Linked DNA regions of Mus musculus: all the other regions are linked to region 2. A link is a contact called in public Hi-C and promoter capture Hi-C data. All regions are on one chromosome and are shown on one strand. Each heading gives the region's core, a stretch centred on a gene start, on an enhancer-like site or on the middle of the called end of the contact. The rest is flanking DNA. Distances are from core to core; before and after follow the strand shown.

Region 1 (2,700 bases), core at 27-2,526, 1.5 Mb after region 2:
GCAGGGGAGTAGCTAGACTGCAGACACTGAGCAGAATACTCACAGCAAAATGTCTTCCCCCAGCTATCAAGAGACACAGCATCTCATTTCTCAACTCTTCTGTTTTTCCAAACTTGTAAAAAAAATTCATTTAGGACGAGCCATTTGAGATTGTTGGTGTTTAGATATTTTTTAACCTACAGAGGTAGCAATTTGCATACAGCATTTGTTAGTGTGTAGATACCTGCCTTTCTAGAGGAACCCTTTTTTTTTTAAAGAGGGAGGGCTTCCCTTTAAAATTACTTCTAGTTCCAGTTGCTGGGAGCCAAGATGTCCCCTGCATCATACAGGGTCTCAAGTAGCCCAGGCTAGCCTTGAATTTATGTAGTCAAAGGTGACCTTAAACTCCGAGCCTCTTCCACCTCCTGAGTGCTGGGATCACAGGTTCCTTCATGTCCAAATAGGATGCTTTGTCTCTATGCTCTGTGTGCTAGGCAAATGCCCTACTCAATGAGCCACACCCACTATGTGTGTGTGCATGCATTCGAGAAAGAGAGAGACAGACACAAAGGCAGAGAGATGGAAAGGGACAGAGAGGGAGAGGGGGGGAGGGGGAGGAGGAGAGGGAGAGGGAGAGAGGAAGGATGCATTTCTGCCATGGTGACCATGTGGAGATCAGAGGACAACTGTCTGCCCTCAGCTTCCACCTTGTCTGGAACAGAACCATTTGCTCTTGCCTTCTGTGAATGCCACACTAGCTAGCCCAGAATCTTCTAGGGTCTCTCCTGTCTCTGCTTCCCATATCCCAGCAGGAACTTAGGGGCTTACAGGCTGGGACTGCTACCTCCTAACCCAAGAAAGCCATCACGGAACAGCAGCGTTTCTGAGGTTTTCAGATAACAGTGACAGAGAACCCAGAATTCCTCCGGCAGCCATGGATTATGTAATTACGGAATCATTGATTCAGGTGGGGGCAAAGTGGGTGTATTTAGAATAGACAACTAGGTAAAAAATGCTGGGAACAGGGAGAGGCTGTTAGTGACAGGGGTGATGATAAATAGCTCTGTAAAGCTGGAAGGAGGACAGGAGCAGACGGGAGTCAGCCACAGGGCCCTGAGCCCTGACAAGGAGCTCTGGCACGGGGCCAGCATTAGATGCCTGCTGTACCTGGCTTTCAGAACTTCCCTGCCCTTTGTGGTATCAGGCTGAACCCAGTCACAGCTATGGGAGACTTCCTGCTGATCTGCCAAGGTTCTGTCACCTTGTGGTTTCCTGGTGGCAAAAAGGGACATGCTTGAGAAAATTAAATTCCTTCTACAGGGATGAAAAAGAGGAACACAGGGTGTTAGCGGAGTTGCTGAGTGTCAAATCCATACGTCATTTTACCGAGGCCTCAGCTAGCATGAGAGCTGACTTTTAAAAGATACACACGTGAGCTGGGCAGTGGTGGCACTTGCTTTCAATCGTAGGAAGATCTCTGGGTTCAAGGCTAGCCTGGAGTTCCAGACAGTCAGGGCTACACAGAGAAATCCTGTCTTACCCACCCTCCCCTGGAATTACACACACGTGGAGCCAGTGAGCGGCTCAGTAGGTAGAGAGAACAAATTCTTGAAAATTGTCCTTTGACCTCTATGTGGGGGTGGGGATGCAGGGACACACACTCACACAATAATAAATAAATATAACACACACATGCACATTCATGTTATGCTCTTGTGCACAGGGGAGGGGTGTCCACTCAGCTGACCCCGACTGTGTGGTATTCAATTGCAGAAACACACCCTGACGTTCACCACTGCAGAGTGACATCACCTCTCTGTTATAACATCTTTACATGGGCGTGGGATAATGAGGTAGCCCCAAGCCACCTAATAACACTCTGGTTAGAGACAGGTAGGGTCAATATAGCCATGAAATTATGGTGGAGTCAAATATCTTACAAGATAACCAGGGGTAGAGGGTTGTTTTGGCTTACAGTTTCTGGAGATCTCAGTCTGTAACAGCACAGAAAGTGGCAGGCAGGATCACATCCTAAGACAGCTGGAGTATGTGGGGGACTTGGATCAAGTACCGCTGGCTGGAGAGCCGGAGAGTGGGGCCAGCCAGAACTCAACAGCTTCTCATTTTCTTCTCAATTCGATCCATCCTCCCCAGCCAAAAGGCGAAACCAACTTGCTTTGTTGTGTTTTGTGTTTTGAGACTGGGCTTCTCTGTGTAGCCCCAATTATCCTGCGGCTGACTAGCTCTGTAGACCAGGCTGGCCTCAAACTCATAGAGACGGGCCTGCCTCTGCCTCCCAAGTGCTGGGGTTATAGTGTGCACCACCACTGCCCAGTCTGGTGATACCAACTCGTGCTGTGCTAATTTTTATCATCAACTTGATACAACAAAGGGAACCTCAGCTGAGGAATTGCCTCCATCAGACTAGCCTGTGGGTCTATCTGTTAGGAACTGCCTTAATTGATGACTGATGTCGGAGCCCAGCCCACTGTGGGTGGGACCAAGCCTGAGTGGATATAAGAAAGCAGGCTGAGTGTGGACCAGAGAGCAAGCCAGTAAACAGTGCTCCTCTGTGAAGTGGAAGTTTCTGGTTGTGTCATGGGATACAGATTCGTGTGATGTTTTGCTGAGGCAAGACCTTTGGGAGGACACAGGATGTTTGCAGGGAGGACTCCATGGACAATGACGGTATGCTTGCCCTTTGAAACGCTTTGAATAGCT
Region 2 (2,700 bases), core at 169-2,668:
GGGGGGCCATAAAAATGATTTTAGAATTTCTACTGGCTTCTAAGTGAAACCAGAATAAAAATCAGAGTCGTTGGAGGCCTCCAGGCTGTGCTGGACGTTATCATTACCCGTTTACAACCTTGATTCTGTGACTTATCTCTGGCCATAAGAACTCCAGGTACCTCTGGACACTTTAAAGTTAAGAGTTCCTGCCTCCGGGCCTTTGTACCTGCTGTTCCTTCCCTGGCATGGTTTTCCAGCTGAGGGTTACAGGCTACCTCCCCACAGCACTTACCAGTCATTGACATGTGGGTTTGTTTACTATGACCCTTGAGAGGTCCTGTGTCTGGGCTGCCCGTCCACCTTGGAGTTGCAGAGATGGAAGGCCAACGTCTCTGTAGAGATTAGATCACCTTGATTTTCCCCAGCGACAGATCCGCACACACCTCGTCCTACCTCCCGCACCAATAGAAAGCCAAGAAAGAAGGGCAAGGCTTGGAGAGAGACTCCATATGGCTACTGCTCCTGCAGAAGATCTAAGTCCAGTTCCCAGCACCCACAAGGGTGGCTCACAACTACCTGTACCTCCAGCTGTAAGTGATCTGACTCCCTCTACTGACCTCGGAGGGCACCTGCACTCCCATGGGCAAACCCACTCTAACATATAATTAAAAAATAAATACATACATAAATAAAATCTTTAAAGAAATAAAGAATATGCTTCCATGAACAGGCTCAGTTTCCCGGCATATTTTCCCTACAGAGAAAGATCCATCTCTTAGCCCAGGCCAACACAAATGGGTGCGGAATTAATTAATTCTGCACAGCCTTCTCGGCTGCAGCTAGCTAGGAAGCCACAGGCTAAGGTGCCTGCCTTTTCTGCAAGATTAAATTAGCTAGGAAAAGACTCCTTGGTATCATCGTCATATTCAGGCAAGCCCTCTATCACCTAGCTACACTCTCAACCAGGCCGTTTTATAAAGAAAGAAACTGTCATCCATCAGGTAACATGTCTCAAGAATTTGCAATCTGGCTTGATACTCCGGGTGGCCCCACTACTCCTTATCCTCGGGGAAACTAAAACACGGTATCCCCAAGTTTCCACCTACAAGCTTTGAGAAAACGTCATAAATTAAATGCCCACGATTCTGTGGCAAACGGGCGGTACAAGTAGGCTCGTATTGACTCCTGGAGCCCACAGGATGCTACAGAATGAATGAATGGACCATCTCCGTCCCACACACCCTGGTCCTCCCTAGGAGGCTGCACGGTCCCCTACAGGACGCTTGGGCGCGAGCGGCGTCCCCAGACCGGACGGCGAAGCGCCTTTGCCGCCAGGCTCGCGGGGTCACAGGGTAGCAGCGGCCGAGCATAGCCTTCATTTACCTGCCAGACACTGCAGCAATCACGGCCTCTGCTAATCCAGCCTAGCCAATCCCTGGCGTGGCCAGGGCGCCACGTGACTTCCGGCCGGCAGTGCCACCGAGAACGCGATCGGCGCTAGGACCCTCGCACAGGGAGGCCTGCCTCTAGTCCGAGAAGGTCCGCCCCTGCCGTCACATTCAGCCAATGGAGAGCCGAGGCTCCGGCAGAACCAATGGCGAGGAGGCATGGAGGGGCCTGGCGTTGGCGTCACTAGGTGGGGCGGGGCGTGCGGCGGATCACGTGGCCGGCGCGTTGGCTGCGGGAAGGTAAAGCAGTGCTGGAAGCGGATTGCAGGGGTCATGCCGTGGGGTCGTCTCTGCGCCTGCGCCCTACCGGGATGCTGAACCTGGCGGCGCTGCTGTGGCGCCGGCTCCTGCGCAAGCGCTGGGTGCTCGCCCTGGTTTTCGGCCTCTCGCTAGTTTACTTCCTCAGCAGCACCTTCAAGCAGGTAAGCGACTTCTCTCAGGACCTCCGTCCTTCCGATCCTGCTTCCTCCCTCAAATACTATGTCCTTCTCCCCATCGTTCTTCTAATCCTCCTCCTGAGCACTCCTCCCTCTGATCTAAAATCCTCCTTCAGCCCTTCTCCCTCCGTTGCGTTGTCCTCTGCCCTTCTCCTTTCCCCTCCCTAGCTCCCTCCGTCCTCCACTCCTCCTCCTCCCTCGAATTCTCTGCCTCCCCATCCTCTGTTCTCCTCTGCCCTCCAACTTCTTACCTCTCACCCTCTGTTCTTTTCCAACCCCTCCTCCTCGATCCTCACAGTTCCTCCCTCCCTTGATCCTCTGTCCTCTGATGCTCCTCTCTCCTGTCCTCCACCTTGTAGTCCTCCTGATATGCAGCCATTCAGTCCTCCCTCTGAGCCTCTGAGCCTCTTCCTTTCAGTCCCTGGATCATCCATTGGTCCTCCCTTCAGCTCTCTAGTCCTCAACCCTCTAGTCCTCCTCCCTCCGATTGTGTGATCCTCCTCCTGTCCTCCTGTGAATCGAAGGCCGCTAAGGGAGGCGTCCCACTGCAGGTCTTTGTACCGCCCCTCTTCCGTGCGGGATCTGGCTGGTAGGCCAGGCAGAATGGGGTCCTCAGACCTGTGCACCCTCCTCTGTCGCGTTCCCTGCTCCGCACAGCCCCAGGCTTCTTGATGGGCAGGAGGTAGAGATGGCTAGACCAGGAAGTGGCCAAGGGCTCTCTGTGCCTGTTCACCTGGGTGACCCAACAGGCTCCCTTTTGGGGCACAACTTGGTTGGGTAGATTTTTATTTTTTATTTTTTTATTTTTAATTTCTCAACCTCCCTTTCCCGTT
Region 3 (2,700 bases), core at 192-2,691, 1.1 Mb before region 2:
GACATGTTTGAATCTCTAGGATCAATATCCAGTACTTTAAAAAAAAAAAAAAAAGGCCAGCGTGTTGGGACCCACCTTTCATTGCAGCCAGAGGCAGGGGAAGGCAGATCCCTATGAGCCCAAGGCCAACCTGTCCACACTGAGAGTTCTAGGCCAGTAAGCCATCCTAGGTGAGACCCAATCTCAGATAAATAGAAACTAAATATTTTTTTGTAGTAGAGCGTTGACCAGGAGTTGAGTGTCCACGTCTGATAAGGCTTAGGGTGAAAATGTGTCCCTGCAGAAAAACTGCTTTGAGCTTCCACCATCAACTGAAAACAACACAGCTATTTCCACACAAAAAACATGAGACAGGTCCTGGTGCACTTTAACCTCTGGCAGGCACTATGTTTCCGCGTGGCTTAGGATGGAGCCAGGCAGGTTATTGCAGGTTGCACTTGGGGGGTCAAAGCTCAATCAACCTTCCGCCTTTGGTTCATTAAAGCCCGTGGCCCTGAAAGATTTAGTTAGATACGCTTGCTGGAATTTTGCCAAAGCCAACGGGGTCCCCCTACCCCAACTCCTCCATTAACTGTGGTAATCAAAACTCACAAAATGTGTATTTCTTTTTTCACTTTTCTTTCTTTCTTTCCTCTCTTTTCTTTTCGTCCTTCCTTTCTTTCTTTCTTTCTTTCTTTCCTCTTTTTCCTTCCTTTCTTTCTTTCTTTCTTTCTTTCTTTCTTTCTTTCTTTCTTCTTTCTTCCTTTCTTTCTTTCTTAGCTTCTGAGAAAAGATCTAGCTAGATACCCCAGGCTGGGTTCAAACTTGAGGCGATCTTCCAGCTTCTGCCTACAGAGTACTGGTATTCACATCGCACTCATTTTAAAATGTGCCCAGACCCTGGTAAGTAAGCATTTAGCTGGGTCCACAGATTTTTTCCCCCTCTCTCCAGCAGTAAACGTAGGGTCACTGAACGCAAAGCAAGAAAACGCATTCCCCTTCCTGAGAGCTGGAAAATAATTTACAAGCCCCAGGAGGAAAGCATCCCTTAAGGATGGCCAGGAGCTGTGAAAGGTCCAGAGAAAGATCCGACTGGCCCCACGATCTTATCCACGGTGGTCCGACAAGACAAGACAAGGCGTGGGGAAAGAGAGCCAAGAACTTTGACCCTGGCGCAGCACAAACAGAGCTGACCGCGCCCGAAGGGGCCATAGCTAACCCAAGTTAAGAGAGCTTCCGCGTTTGGGAAAGCCCCGCCCACCTGGACCCGCCCACCACCAGCTCCGCCAATCCCCTGGATCCATCGACCGCTCGGACTTCCCAGGCAAGGTCAATCGAGCGCCTATATACGGCCTGGACCCCGAGAGCGGCGATCAGGGAAGGTCAGTAGAGAACCTATCAAAGCATGGCTGTGGGCGGAGTCGAGGGCGGGGTCGAGTGGGGGCGGGGCGCGCTCTGCGCAGTCGGGTGCGATTGGTCACCCCTGGCGGAGCCGCACCTCGGACAGCAGCAGCGGCGGCAGCTAGGGTCCTGCGTGGAGAGTGGGGCGCGACGGGGACTCGCGGGCGGAGGCTGCGCGTGGGGACCCAGCACGCGAAGACCCAGCACGAGAGCGACTCTGGGCACGAGTGAGAGGAGGCGGCGGCGCCGGGGCCGCGGGTGACAGCGCTGAGGTGAGAGCGCGGGCACCCGAGTGACATCCCGAGTCCTCGGCGCAGCGGCCGCGAGCATCCCGGGAGCGGAGTTGTTAGCGGTTCTGCCAGTGCGCCGGGGAGAGGGGGGGGGGGGACTGGGAAGGACCGGGACGGAGAGTGAGGAGCGGACCCCGAGAGGGATCGCGAAGAGTGAGAGGACCAGGATGGGGACAGGGGTGAGGAGTGAACTCTGAGAGGGACTGCGTGTGAGCGAGGGGACCCGGAGAGAGATGGGGACATCAGGATGAGGAGGGGACCGAGAAATACCGCGGGAGAGCAAGGGGACCCCAAGACAGGACAGGGCAATGGGATTAACGAGGCGACTTGAAGAGGGACTCTGGCCGTGGGATAAGCGAAAGAACCCCGGAGGGACTTGCGACGACGGAGTGAGTGAGCGAGGAGATCCGCCCCTGATGGGCCGGTGGGAAAAGCAGACGGGACCCAGGGAGGGACACTCAGAGGGATTGGGACTGCAGACTGAGCAGGTTGACTTGAGAGAACTCAGGCAGCGGGATGAAAGAAGGGGACCCTAGAGAGACCGAGACAGGAAAATAAGCAAAGGAGACTTTTGGGGAGGCGAGGGCAGTAGTTCTGAAACTATGCTCTTGCGATGAGTGTAAAGAGGACCTCAGGAAGGCTTAGGGCAGCCGAGTGAAGGGAGGGGTCCCCAAAAGGGTGTGGGCTGAGGGACCCAGAGTAGGGACAGACAGCACTGAGAGTCCAAGGAGAGCCGGTGAGTGAAGTACCAGAGAAGAGCTTGCGCAGCGTGAACATGGTTTTTCTGGCCTCACAGCCAGGCACCTAGGGAAAAACACCGGCAGCCTGAGCCCGGGTGGCATTGAGTGGGCACAGCAGCAATGCTGACACCTGGACGACACCGATGCTGCTCCACTGCAAAGAACCCGAGGTCTCCCCCTGAGGGTTGAGTTCCGGGATGCTGGAAGGGGGATCATGTGATGGGCCCGGGAGTGAAAGACATAGATCCTAAGGGCTGGCCAAGGGCTAGCTAGACGATTTGTAGAGATTA
Region 4 (2,700 bases), core at 109-2,608, 1.9 Mb after region 2:
CTGCGATTGGCTGAAGACACCTATGGCAGAGCGCTGAATAATACCCCAGCCCCCCCCCCCCCTCCACCCACCCACCAGGAGAGGCAGGGGAGGAGGGAGAGCAAACATCCAAGAGGAGGAGGGAAAACACAGGCTTCATTAACATGTTTCTGACTCCCACTAGAAACAGCGGCCAAAAAGGCCCCGATTGTATCTCATGTTTTATTTAATTTATTGTATTTGAGGTTTGGGGCAACAAGGGAGGTGGATGAGCGAGGCCCCTTCCAAACAACCATTTAGGCTTGTCAGAGCTCATTGATTGAGTTAGCGAGATTTCCACTCCTGGCTTCCAGCTGCCAGGGCTGTAAGCCGGTCAAACTGGGGCTGACCAGAAGCCCGACATCTGGGAGTCAGGGAGCCTAGAAAGGAGGTGCCTGTGGTGAGAGAGACCCCACTGGTCCACCAGACAGCTTGGGAAGGAGGTGACCATGGAGAGGGAGGCCTGCCAGTCCACCAGACAGCCTCCTCATCTCCCCTCGCTGCTTAATTGAAGCTCGGTGGAATGTGTGCGCTTTGGCATCTCTCAAAGGCTTCTCTCTCCCTTCGTGGTAGGGAATTGCACGGAGCATGTTTCTTCCCAAGCTCCGTGGACCCAGGCAGGGGATAAATAACGCCTCAAATTCGCTGCCCTTCTACCCAAGCAGTTGAAAATTCCCTGTTTGTTTGGTCGTTGGGTTTGTTTTGTTTATAGGCTTGGGGGAAAAAAAGCCAGCAGTACCAGAAGGCAGATGTGTGGTGCTGGAGAGGCAGGCGCGCTCTGCCTTGCATTGAGGACCCGTGGGGGCCGTGCTCCAGGCAGAGCACCGCAAAAGAATGTAATCTCAGCGAGCCAGATGATAGGACCATGTGTTGTCCTCTTCCTTCCCAAATCCCAGCCCTGCTCAGACTCCCCCCATGGGGCCCTAAGCGTCACTTCCTCCGGGTTTCACCTTCTGCAGCTAGGCCTGGTGCTGGCTTTTCCTGGACTGCGGATACCATAGAGCTCAGAGCTATGATCTCAGGATGTGACATTTAGCAGTGTCCGGAACTGCCAGTGTTGTCATGATTCCGAAGGTACCTACTCTGTGTAGACACCACTGTGCCGCACATCCTCCAGAGCATGGGACACATGAGGTCGGAGGCCGGTGGTGTTCTTTGGGGGGGGGGGGGGCAGCAGTGGATTAATAGAGGTGGGCTTGGGGTGGAGAGACTTGTCATGTGCCCAGGGTGTATTCTGCATGAGTGGGTGGCCACCCAAGCCTTGCCAGGAGTGTTGATAGTCATTGTGGCAGCCCAGACCATCCCCACAGGTGCCCTCAGGCCCTCTGGGGGCCAATGCCACCCACTGGAACCTCCGTCTATCAGTTACCAGTTACTTTCTATAGCTATAGCTAGTCCTGAGCTAGCCTTGACTTATAGAGGAGAAGACAAGAGCACAAAGTGAAACCACAAGCCTGTAGTAAAAAATAGAGCCAGCTGGCAGGGTGGGAGGGAGGGAGTGGGGGAGGAGGAGAAGGAAGAGGAGAGAATGGAAAGGAGCTTGGTAAAGATACAGTAAGGGGAAGGACACCATTGTGCCTAGGAGCCTATATCCAAGGCAACAGGGATAAGCCTGCTTAAGGCCCTGTACCTTAGACCCAGCAACCGTGGAGATGTGACCTAAAGCCAGGCAACAGCCACGAGATCTTATCTCAAGCAGAAATAAGAAACAAGTCCTAATAGCACAGGCCAGCTACTTGAAATTATCCCAGCTACTTCAGAGGCTGAGGCAGAAGGATCCCAAGTTCAAGACCTGCCTGCAAAGCCTAGGGAGACACCGTCTCAGTGTGTAAAAAGCTGCAGTGTGGTTCACAGTGGTTCCTGTGAGGCCCCAGGTCCACCCTGAGCATCCCTAAAACACAAAGTCAGGATTGAAAAACCAAACTATATTTGAGCCGAAAACTATAAAATGTGGCAAAGCAGAATCAAATACTCTTTGATGTTGCTTCTTGGAGATGGTGTTCCGTTATTAAACAGATGGGCCACACAGTGTCATCTTAAAGTCTGTAAATTCTACAGACTTTGTACAGATAGCAACAAAGTTCTCCCGTAAAGTCACTCCCTGCCCATGTTCCCTCCACTCCTTTCCATCCTTCCTCCATCCCCAGCTCCCCGCCTTCCTCTGTATACCACGTGGACGTTCATATCATGTCCCACGGTTTGAGCACCAGAGAGCTGACTTCCAATCCCTTGGTAACTCCCAGGCACAGCAAGGGTAACAGGGTTTGTCCAGAGCAGAGACTGGCTGGCTTTTTCTGTGAAGGTGGTGGTGACAGTAGTTACAGCTCGAAAGCATTGGGGGTCAGGAGGAATGGGGTGCGGCTGTTGCCGTGAGCTTCCACTGTTGTAAAGGCAGGGCAAGTCGAACCTTTTTCCTATGGCACACAGTGTTCTTGTGAGAGGTCCCCCACCCCACGCCCCACCCCCCGCCAACCATTCCCCAGTGTAAAAACGGCTCTTCCTGTGGCTGTGTAGAGACAGACAACAGGCCTTCTATGTCTGTCTCTGGCCACCCTTAATCTCGGTGAACAGTGGGGACATGAGAGCCTTCTCTGAGTTCTGTGTTGTCCTACCAGAGGACCACTGTCCTTGAGCATCCTGTGCAAATTCAGACCCTCTCTGCCCATGTCACTGACACCCAGC

Evidence for each region. Promoter capture Hi-C pulls out the DNA fragments that hold promoters and counts their contacts. Hi-C and Micro-C count contacts between places; a contact is called where the count stands out from the background.
Region 1: a promoter capture Hi-C map of the HPC-7 cell line shows a contact between it and region 2, with 6 times the contacts expected there. The contact joins the enhancer-like site here to the promoter of Rnft2 in region 2. A contact is called at or near these places in 6 of 39 promoter capture datasets (the C10 cell line, the HPC-7 cell line, cranial neural crest and 3 more) and 3 of 115 datasets of contacts at active chromatin or transcription factors (embryonic stem cells, forebrain and stem cell-derived neural progenitor cells).
Region 3: a contact with region 2 is called in a Hi-C map of regulatory T cells, with 8 times the contacts expected there. The contact joins the promoter of Taok3 here to the promoter of Rnft2 in region 2. A contact is called at or near these places in 1 of 39 promoter capture datasets (pre-B cells), 4 of 484 Hi-C or Micro-C datasets (B cells, CD4 T cells, CD8 T cells and 1 more) and 1 of 115 datasets of contacts at active chromatin or transcription factors (regulatory T cells).
Region 4: a contact with region 2 is called in a promoter capture Hi-C map of pre-B cells, with 8 times the contacts expected there. The contact joins the enhancer-like site here to the promoter of Rnft2 in region 2. A contact is called at or near these places in 7 of 39 promoter capture datasets (the 3T3-L1 cell line, frontonasal cranial neural crest, hippocampal neurons and 3 more) and 3 of 115 datasets of contacts at active chromatin or transcription factors (the 230-238 cell line, large pre-B cells and pro-B cells).

Annotation. Positions count from the first base shown.
Region 1 is chr5:119,731,930-119,734,629 of GRCm38.p6, forward strand. No RefSeq gene overlaps it. Among named protein-coding and RNA genes, the nearest start is that of Tbx3os2, 42 kb to the left of the region's middle. Within about 2 kb of position 1,277, at least 6 of the 459 cell types and tissues checked have an H3K27ac peak or open chromatin away from gene starts, as enhancers often do. A contact at or near this core is called in the HPC-7 cell line, where this site is marked.
Region 2 is chr5:118,243,607-118,246,306 of GRCm38.p6, forward strand. It overlaps Rnft2 (ring finger protein, transmembrane 2), which reads right to left and starts at 1,419. Exons shown (of 11, transcript NM_001109902.1): 1 at 1,366-1,419. Spring1 (SREBF pathway regulator in golgi 1) reads left to right here and starts at 1,621. Exons shown (of 5, transcript NM_001081236.1): 1 at 1,621-1,852. The coding sequence starts at 1,742.
Region 3 is chr5:117,118,688-117,121,387 of GRCm38.p6, forward strand. It overlaps Taok3 (TAO kinase 3), which reads left to right and starts at 1,442. Exons shown (of 21, transcript NM_001199685.1): 1 at 1,442-1,652.
Region 4 is chr5:120,155,798-120,158,497 of GRCm38.p6, forward strand. The region is part of intron 21 of Rbm19 (RNA binding motif protein 19); the gene reads left to right. Among named protein-coding and RNA genes, the nearest start is that of Gm10390, 18 kb to the left of the region's middle. Within about 2 kb of position 1,359, at least 33 of the 459 cell types and tissues checked have an H3K27ac peak or open chromatin away from gene starts, as enhancers often do.